Linked DNA regions of Mus musculus: region 2 is linked to region 1. A link is a contact called in public Hi-C data. All regions are on one chromosome and are shown on one strand. Each heading gives the region's core, a stretch centred on a gene start, on an enhancer-like site or on the middle of the called end of the contact. The rest is flanking DNA. Distances are from core to core; before and after follow the strand shown.

Evidence for each region. Hi-C and Micro-C count contacts between places; a contact is called where the count stands out from the background.
Region 2: a Hi-C map of CD4 T cells shows a contact between it and region 1, with 6 times the contacts expected there. The contact joins the promoter of Rbm15b here to the promoter of Cdv3 in region 1. A contact is called at or near these places in 2 of 484 Hi-C or Micro-C datasets (CD4 T cells and muscle stem cells).

Annotation. Positions count from the first base shown.
Region 1 is chr9:103,363,856-103,368,867 of GRCm38.p6, forward strand. It overlaps Cdv3 (carnitine deficiency-associated gene expressed in ventricle 3), which reads right to left and starts at 1,925. Exons shown (of 5, transcript NM_175565.3): 1 at 1,199-1,925; 2 at 120-196. The coding sequence starts at 1,513.
Region 2 is chr9:106,883,834-106,888,681 of GRCm38.p6, forward strand. It overlaps Rbm15b (RNA binding motif protein 15B), which reads right to left and starts at 3,242. Exons shown (of 1, transcript NM_175402.5): 1 at 1-3,242. The coding sequence starts at 3,134. The coding sequence ends at 471.

The sequences.
Region 1 (5,012 bases), core at 675-3,174:
CACAGGATTTTAGAGTTGGCAACTAATTTAATGACACAGAGGGCATTTAAAAAAAAAAAAAAGTAAACGCGTGCACTACTTAACAAGGTTACCTAATCCCACGTGTAATCACATCCTACCTTATTTGCATTGCCTGAACTCTTAATCCGCTGTAATCAACCTCTCTTTGCTCAAATTCTTTCCACTCATTTTCATCCTATGGAAGAAACAACACCTGATTAGTTTTTGGTAAGCCCACTTCAGACTAAAAGGCATCAAGGGCCAACGGGATTCCCCAAACTGGTAAAGGTACCCGCGAAACATCGAATTAATTAATTAGAGATCTTGGTAAACAGATTCCAGACTCGGAAAAATTCCATCAGTGGTCGCCAGGATTCTTGAGTCGGTCTAAGAATCGGCGGCAGTCAACACCGAGAACCAGAGAGTCTAACTCTCCAGGCCCACGTGGTGGGAAGAGAGAATTTACCCCGGCCTCTAACCTCTCCGCACACGTACACAGGAGTGCGCGCACACAAATAAGCAAATAAATGTGATCTTTAAAAAAAACAAAAAACAACAACAACAACAACAACAAAAAAAAAACAAAATTGCAGACAGTGACACAGACCTTTAATCCCAGTACTCCAGAGACAGAGGCCGGAGGCTCTTTGTGAACTGGAGGCCAACCAGAGCTACACCGTGAGACCTTGTCTCAAAAATTGGGGCTAGTGGCCGGACGGTAAAGTTTAGCCCGTTCCTGCAAGATCCGGAGACGTGCCTAATTCCCAAACGCCCTCTCTGCCGCCGCTTTTACTTAAACCCAAGCCCAGGGCGAGCTGAGCGGCGGAGAGAAGGCGACAGAAATTCCACAACTCAATTCCCAGCCCTGCGTGGCCGTGGTTGGGAGAGTAAGCCACGCTGGCCCGGGCGGCACAGAGGAGCCTCGGAACACCTTAAGAACATGAAATCCGGCCCCAGCGGGGCTCAAGCGGGACCACGAGGACTCGGGCACACGTCACCCGGGGACCGGCCCAACCCCCGTGGCCCAGAGGGCGCGGCGCGCAGAGGGCCGCGGACGGGGGCGGCCAGACGAGCCCCGGGGGCCGAGGACCGCGAGCCCGCCCGCCCGCCGGGCCGACGTGCGAAGCCCGAGTCACGTGGCCTCCCGGGCCGGCGGGGGCGGGCACATGCGGCCGGCCGCCGGCCTCCCGACCCTCACCTTCGTTATGGCCTTGCCGGCGGGGCCCGCGCTCCCGCCGTCTCCGGACCTCGAGCTCCCGCCGTCTCCGGACCTAGCACCAGAGCCCGAGCTCCCGCCGTCGCCCGACCTGGAGCCGGAGCCCAAGCTCCCGCCGTCGCCCGACCTGGCACCGGAGCCCAGGCTCCCGCCATCGCCCGGCCTGGAGCCCGCCGCCGCGCTGCTCCCGCCCGCGCCGCTCGCCGCGTTGGCCGCGCGACTGCTCCGTTCCTTCTTCTTCTTCTTGTCCCTCTTGGCGAAGAAGTTGTCCAGGCTCCGCTCCTCGGTCTCGGCCATGGCCGCGGTCCGGATGGGTGGGGCCGGCGGAGGGCGCGGCGCTCGCGGCTCCGAGCTCTGGGTCAAGGCCGGCTGTGCGCTCAGGCTGCAGGGTGCGGCGTCGCCTCAGCCCCGCGGGGTCGCCGAGGCGCGGGCGGCAGGGCGGCCGGCTCCCCCCGTGCTCTGGTGGTACGTTCCTCGCTGGGAACCGCGAGCGTGGAGCAGGGTCGCGCCCGCCCCGCTGCCTGAGGGACAAGGAAGGCGCGCACCGGCGAGCGCTCGGCTAACGACGGCGCGTGCGGGAGGAAGACGCGCGGGCCTGAGGAGGGGGAGAGGGGACGGGGAGGGGAGGGAGGGGAGGAGGGAGGGCGGGCCACCAGCAGAGAGAGGCAGCGCCGCGCCTGCGCGCTCGGTTCCGCCCGCCGCTGTGGGCGCGCCGAGGGGGGCGGGCGGCGGGATGAGAAGGGGGCGGGTCTTCCGGGAGAGCCAATCAGATGCCCGGACGGAGCGCTTAGGTGACAATCCGTTCCTTCTACGGGGCGGTGCCCTGTATGGGGGCGGGGAGAAAGCGGGTGTAGGCAAAGAGAGTGACGTCCCTAGTGACTCCTGCCTCCGATTGGCCAGGGAATTTGCCTTGAGGGCGGGCATTTAGAGGGTTGGTGACTTGGCTGAAGAAGACCAGCCGGAGGGGGCGGGTGTGCCTTGGTTGCGCGCATGCGCAGGGTACACGTGCGTCTGCTCGCCAGGACTGTGGCCTGGTAGGCGTTTGAACTTTCAGGAAAAGGAAAGAGACCATGTTAAGCCAGCTATGTTCAAGCTTGGTCCTCCTGCCCTGCTTTTCTGTACTCGCACCCTCTCTGGTCGGGCACCTATTACTTTTCTTCTGAATGGAATGCTTTTGATGAGGAGCGCTGGATTAGTATTCGTGGTTCCATTTACGGAAGGATCTTAAATAAGCCAGTGCATGAAAGGAAGGGAACTGATTTTGACTAGCTGTGTCTACCAGGGTCAGGCTAAATAAATCTGACCCTCTAACGCTAGCTCTTGTGAGATGGAGAATGGCTGGGAATGTGATTTTGGTGGTAGCGTGCGACAGGCGCATGTCAGCGCAGAGTCTGTCCACAGAATCACAAAAAGAAAACACACAAAACCCCTCCTTTTCCTGGGTCTTCACCCTATTGGCACATACTATGTGAATACTTGATCCCCGAAACATCTGCAGCCCAGAAAGCTTTTTGTTTGCTTGGGGGAGATTGCTTTGTTTTGGGACCGGGTCTCACCTACCCCAGGCTGCTTTGAACGCCATACATAGAAAAGATAATGTGTTTCTGACCTTCCAGCCTCCACCATCCCAAGTGCTGAGAATTCAGGCATGCACTTTTGTGCCTATGTTAGCGATACTAGGGGTTTCCATTCTTGCTAGAGAGGCTCTCTACCAGCTAAAGAATGAATGACCCAATACAGATGTTGGAGTTTCCTTGTTTTTAGTTACACAATTGCACCTAGAATTGCTCCTGCTCTGACTTGAGTTTGAGTGATTGCTACAGTTTAACTTTGGCTCCTATGCTGGATCTTAGGACAGAGAAGGGGATAAAAAATATCCTTGTTTCCACCTGACTTGACTTTGGGGCCTTGGAGAATCAAATGTGTGTTTCTCTATGAGACGTGTGGTCTGGGTATGCATTAAACTTCTGCTTCCTCTAAAGGGTAGAGGAGAAAGCTGTGACAACCACTGAGGAAATGGCTAAGTCCTATGTCTGTAGCCTTGGGGGAAAGATAGGACCCAGCTAGTAAATGGAGGGATGTCTTTCCACACCTGTTCCCTCCTGTCTTTCCTTACAAGTCCTTCCCTAGTTGTGGCTATTGAAGACCTACATTCTGAACATATCGATGGATAAATGAAGGCTCTATGGCTGTAGCCAACAATAAGAAGACCTTTCTTTTGTTTTGTTTTTTGAGACAGGTTTCACTATGTAGTCCTGGCTGCCTTGGAACTGGCTCTGAAGACGGAGATGACCTCAAACTCAGAGATTCACCTGCCTGGGCCTCCTAAGTGCTGAAATTGAAGGTGTGCGCCACCACACCTGGCTAATAAGCAGACATATTTGTTCTCTTCCCCCAGCCCAGGATGGTTCCTAGGTGACTTCCTTTTGTGACACCACATATCTTCCTGTGGTATTGTCCAAGTTCAGCACTGCCCAGTGCCACCAGCTTTGCTTAACATCTCTTAGCAAACTTTCTTTTTACCTTCCTTGTCTTCTTTCCTCTTTCCTTCTTTTTCTGCCCTTTCCTGCTCCCCACCCCCCTCATTTTAAGACAGTGTCTAAAGTATCCTAAATTAACCTTGAACACAGAGCCAAGGATGGTCTTGAATCTCCACTTCCAATTCTCTCTCTCTTTCTCCTTTCTCTCTCATTTTGTTTCTGTTTCCTTTCATTTGTTTTTAGGATAGAGTCACCCTGTGTAGCCCTGTCTGGCCTTGAACTCAGAGATCTTCCTGCCTTTGCCTCCCTCTGCTGAGGTTAAATCCCACCACTGTCTACAAAGCTGTTTCCTGTATCCTGCAACTATTTTATCAGTTGAACACCCCACCCATTTTTCTCCTTTCCAAAAAGATGTATTTATCTTTATTTTATGTGCATGCATCAGTACATGGATGTGACTGTACATCTGAACCCCTAAGCCTGGATTTACTGTGAGCCACTTGATATGGGAGCGGGGAGCTGAACACAAGCCTCTGGCAGAGCGGTAAGTACTTCTCATCACCGAGTCCTCTCTCCAGCTGGCTCTCTCTCTTCCTTAAACAAGGTCTTCCTGTGTAGCCCAGGAGGGCCGAGTGATAGATAACACTCCTGTCTCTGTCTCCAAAAGTGTTGAGGTTCTAGGCCTACACTGCCAAACGTGGTTTGCTGTTGTTTCTCATTGCTGGTGGTCTAGGTGAATGCAGGTGTGGTACACAAGCACCTGTGTGTTCATGATCGCCTTGGAGGCCAGTGGACAACCTTAGGTGTCCAGGCCTCAAGTGCCGTCTACATTTTCTGTTTGTTTGTGTATATATGCATGTGATCCCAAATGACATGGTGTATATGTCGAGGTCAGAGGGCAATTTGCAGGCAGTAAGTACCTGTATCCACACAGCCATTTTGCCACTCCACCTTTTTTTTTTTTTTTTTTTTTTTTTTTTGATGGACATAGTTTCTCACTGGGGTGCACTTGGAGTGCACTAATTCAGCTAGGCTGGCTGGTCAGTGATCACTAGGGATCCCCCTGTCTCTGCCTCCCCAGAACTAGGGTTACTAGGACCCCTGTAACCTGCCAGGAGGAGGGTAGCCAGGGAGGCTTAAAAAGAGCAGCTCGAGAGAATAGCTGCCATTGGTTTCTGGGCATTAGAGTCAAAGAGCAAGGGACCCGTTTCATGCTGCAGAGACTAACTACAGGTGACCCAGCCGCAAAGACACTACTCTCTGTCGATCCGACCTCAATTTCTCCCCCACAATGGCGTTTGGGACGTATGCCATCC
Region 2 (4,848 bases), core at 1,992-4,491, 3.5 Mb after region 1:
AGCTGGGCCCCGATAGCACAAAGAGCTGCGCAGGACCAGCACAGCACAACTTTTAGAAGCAGTGGTGACAAAAACATGACATACGGCATGCTCTGAGTGAAGCCTTCCATTCTTTACGAAAAAACCTGATTAAACCAGGACTCTGGCGGGATTAAAAATTCATCCTCTGACAAAGGCTTTACTGACAATTTTCCATACAGTTAGTCAAAAAAATAAAATAAAATATAAAAAAATACAGAATACAGCAGACAGAATCTCATACACGGGAAACATAAGTTTCTTCTTATAAAAAAACAAAAATTCCCCCCAAATCTAAGAACTTAGTTTTAGCAGTAGACAGGATGCCACCAAATGAACCACAAAAACCCAGCAGAGAATTCAAACCAAGGGAGAAGGTAGGTGGAGAAGGAGCAGATCTTTAAAATAACTGCTTCTGTGACACAAACACAGCTGGAAAGCACAGGTGCGGGCTAGGCGGTGTCCCTTACTATAACTATCACCATGTGTTCTTCCTCTAACTTGCCCAATGTCCGCAGCGCTGACTGGAGGTACTGCTGTGAAAAGTCGCAGGGCGGGAAGGCATAGAGCATGCCTGTGTTGTCTCTGCCCTTAGACCCACCCACCGGCAAGCTGATCACCCCTGCAGCCTGCTTCTGTTTCAAGTAGGAGACTAGGTTCCTGAGAAGCCGCCTCTGTAGGCCTGGCTCCACCACGGGCATGCCCTCGGCGCCAGGCCCGCTGGGGGTTGACTGGATGGCCAGGAGCACAGCATAGCCATTAGGGCTCCCCTGCTTGATTCGCCGGGTGACCTCGTCCAGCTTGGGCTGATCCAGTCGAAGGCGCTGGGCAATCTTTAGCTGGGTCAGCTTGCTGCCAGAAGGATGGTCTTTGAGGAGGCCACTGATAACTCCCTGGTCCCCCTCAAGGATGTGCATAGATGTCGGAAAGCAGCTGTTTTTCAACACCAGAAGCCCATTCCAACCCAGCTGCAGTGTCTGGGCATATTCTGACAGAGTCTTTAGCTTTTTGGTCTCGTGTTTTGGCTCTTCAAGAGTCTTGGGCTCTGCCTCAGTGGTCCGATGATTGCGTTCACTCTCTCTAGTCTTTTTCCCATGGGAAGAGTCTGGAGCCTCATGGTGGTGGTGATGGTGGCTCCTCTCCTCAGCACCATGTCTGCTGTTGCTGAGGGAGTTGCTGCCTGACTCCTTGGTCCCTTCACTGGAGTGGTTCTCCTTGCGGCTACGCTCAGGGGTGCGATCTGAGCCTCGCTCAGACTGCTGCCCCCCACCCTTGGTCCTGCTGCGTTCCTCGTAAGGGGAGTGAGTTGTCCTCCCACGGTCACTGGAGAGGCTCCTCCGCTTGCGTCTCTCTTCCCAGGGCTTGGCTATGCTCCGGTCCCCATCACCCCCCCAGCGCTCACCACTCCGGCTGCGAACTGAGCGGCTATAGCCCTCCAGGCTGTTTCTGCGGTCTGAACTTTTACTGAGGCTGGTCCAGTCCCCTTCCAAAAAGGTCCGGTCTCGGTCTGAATACAGAAGGTGTGGAGGGGTCCTATCCCGCACCCTAAGGTCAGCATCCAAGTTCCGATGCCGGGTATATCCGTCAGTGAGCAGCTCATAGTGCACAGGGAGAGGTGAGGGCTGGTACTGCTGGGGATAGCGAGTCTCCTCGGCTTTGGCAAAATCCACCCGGAGCCTGCGATCTGGACCACCCAAGGGGAAGCCCCTCATTTTAGCACAGGCAGCCTGGGCTGCGTCCAGGCTCTCGTACTGGATGTAGGCAAAGCTGTCTCCTTTGACGTGATCGATGGTCCGAATGCTCCCGAAGCGATCGAATTCCCTGGCCAGGGCCGCCAGCGAGGTGTTAGGTCCGAGACCACCCACCCAGAGGCGGGTGGTGGGGTTAGCCTTGCCGTAGCCTATCTTTATGGGGTTTCTGCCAATCACCCGGCCAGACATAGCCACCTTCGCCCTGTGTGCCATGTCCAGATTCTGAAACTTGAGGAAGGCATAGGCACCACCCTGGCCGCGGGCAGGCCTCTTGATGACCACCTCCTCGATGATGCCGTACTTCTCGAAGGCCCGTCGAAGCTCCACCTCAGAAACACTGTGGTCCAGGTTGCCGATGAAGAGGTTTCGAGTGGCTCTCTGATCATCCTCCGGCATCAGGTCCTCCTCGCACACGGCCTGGTAGCCGTACGGGCGGCCGCGGTCGTCGTACAGCCCGTAATAGTCCAGGGCTCGCTCTCGAGACAGTCCCACGGCCGCCGCGGCAGCAGCATCCAGGGCGAAGGCTGCGGCGGCGTGCCGCGCGCGGGGCTCCCGCAGGGGCGGGGCGGCTACCGGAGACAGCGAGCGCTGCTTGTACTGGTAGCCACCGTGCAGGGGCAGATAGCCCAGGGGGTCGGCGGGCGCGGGAGGCCCGGGGGGCGGCGTGGAGGCGGCGGCGCTGCTGCTGCTACTGCGCCGGCTGCTCCCGCCGCCGCGCAGGTACACCGGCTCCACCTTGAGCGGGCGATCGTAGAGCAGCAGCTGCCGGGCCAAGGCGTGCTGGCGAGCCTCCCGCGCGTCCTGTGGGTGCCGGAAGTTCACGTAGGCCACGCGGCCCAGCTCCGGGGTGTGTGACAGGCGCAGGCTGATCTCCCCGAACCGCTTGAACTGGTGGAAGAGCCGGTCCTCCAAGTGCTCGGCCGGCAGCGCGGGGCTCAGGCTGCTGATGAGGAGCGTCTTGTACTCCGGAGCCGCGGTGGAGCCCGGACCCGCGGGTTCCGCCCCGGGGGGCGGCGGGGGCGGCGGGAGTGGAGATGCGCGGGGCGACGCGCCGCCAGCACCCGGGTCCCCGGAGGCCTTGCCGGTGCGTCCCCCGCCTCCGGGCGCGCCCGAGGAGCGCCCGCCGCTCGCCCGGTGATTCGCATCCCCGGCAGCGCGCCCGTCGCGATGCCCGCCGCCTCCGCCGCTGCCGCGGGGCTTGTCGCGAGCCCGCGCCGGGACCGGGTGCTTGGTACCGCCGGAGGCCTTGTGCGCTGCCCGCCGCCCGCCCGCCTCTGCCTCTCGTTCGCGCTCCCGCGGCCGCTTGGCGGACGATGACGAGCCACGCCCGCTCGGGCTGGAGTCTCGCTCGCTCTGCCGCTTCATCGCGCCGGTTCGGCGGGCGGGCGGGCGGCCCGCGGGTCCCTCAGAGCGGCGGCGGCGGCGGCCCAGGAGGCAGCGCCCCCGGCGCCGCCATCTTGGACAAAAGGACTCGGCGCGGCGGCGGCGGCGGGGCGGGGCGGGAGCGGCGCCGAGGGGCCCGGCGCTGCGTTATCAAGCTGCGCCGGCCGCGACACGTGACCGCGGTGGGCGGGCCGAGAGTTTCGCTCGCTGCCTATCACGGAGCTCCGTGGCCCCGCACCACGTGACATCTTGGCAACCAGAGGAAGCGGCCTGTCTTGCGAGCTTTGGCGCCGCCGCGTGGCTGCCGGAGCCCAGGCACCCGGCTCCTGGGTCGCGCGCAGATTCCCTCTCGAGCTCGGCAGGCCGCGGCTGCGCTTTCGCTTTGTGCTCCAGGGCTTGCTTGCTACTCCGGGTCCGCCTATCTTTTTCCGCCTCGGGGCCACGCCCACCGGAGCAGGTGTGGCCGCTTGGCCCGAAGCCAAGTGTTGCGCGTCCCACTCCAACCTGCCACTAGATTGAAGAAACTCTATTTCCTTCCATGGAGTTTTCTGATTAGGACCAGAGTTGGCCCCCTTGAAAATAGACACACAAGGATGCCTACACCCTGCCTAGGACCCACATCCAGGCATCTTATGCATTCGAATTCTTCAGGCACTGTCCTGATAGACACAGGTGAGACCTCCCCGGGGTCCAGGTACAGAAACTAGAATGCGTTTGCAACCTACAGACAGGCATCTTGGTGCCACTGGGTCCAAATTTCTGCTGTAGGTGTCTGGGCGGACAGGAGGCTGGGAAGGTGGGGCTGCTGAGCCAAGGGTAAAGAGCAGGTAATGCCATTATCACTTCTTGCCAAGTTGACAGACTGCTGGCCAGTGTTCTGACCACATCCAGGAGATGAGGTGAAGTACCGGCAAGAGTACTCAAAGGCCCCTAGGGCTTATGCTCTCCACAGACGGTTGCTGGATCATTGATGCATCTGTAGGATGTCGAAGAACGCACCCAGCTCTTCCCTCCTCCCATAAGCAGAAAGCAACCAGCAGGAGGAGAAAGTGCAGGAGGAACTTGGAAGAAACAGCAGAGGGCTTCATGTAAGGCCCTGCGAATGCAAAGTGAATTTGGGGACCACACAAGAAGATAGCTAAGACGAGCCTTTTGGAAAACATAACTTCTTAGCAGTTGCTCCTTTCTCATTATCTCTGGAGGCAGCAGGAGCAAAGTTTCCCCACTGAGGCACAGTTCACAAGTGCCAGCAAAGGGAGCAACTGAAAACCACAGTGCACACAACTCCCTCAGGCCTTCCACTACAACCAGCTCACACTGCTTCTTTGTAAACCGATTCCTGCCAACTTTGCCAAAAATATAGGTAAGCAAGGGTCCTTGTTCTGATGCTAGACTGGAACCCCGATGAATGAATAGTTTAAGTACCAGGCGGGGTAAAGATACGCTATGGTCTGACCACCTGTACTCAGCTCACAGTTCTCCTTCTGCATAGGCTGAGCCAAATGTAAATGTCCTTTAGACTTAACAGCAGCTCAAGAACCTTCAGCCCCTGCTACTGGACTGGATGGGGGTGGGGGTCAGGGGTCAAGTCTAACCTCACCAGGCTGAAGTATCAGACACCCAGAAGCCCAAACCCACAAGACATTGGCTGCCCAAGCTCTTAAGTCCTGTTATGGGAGTTTCAGGCCCTCAGCAC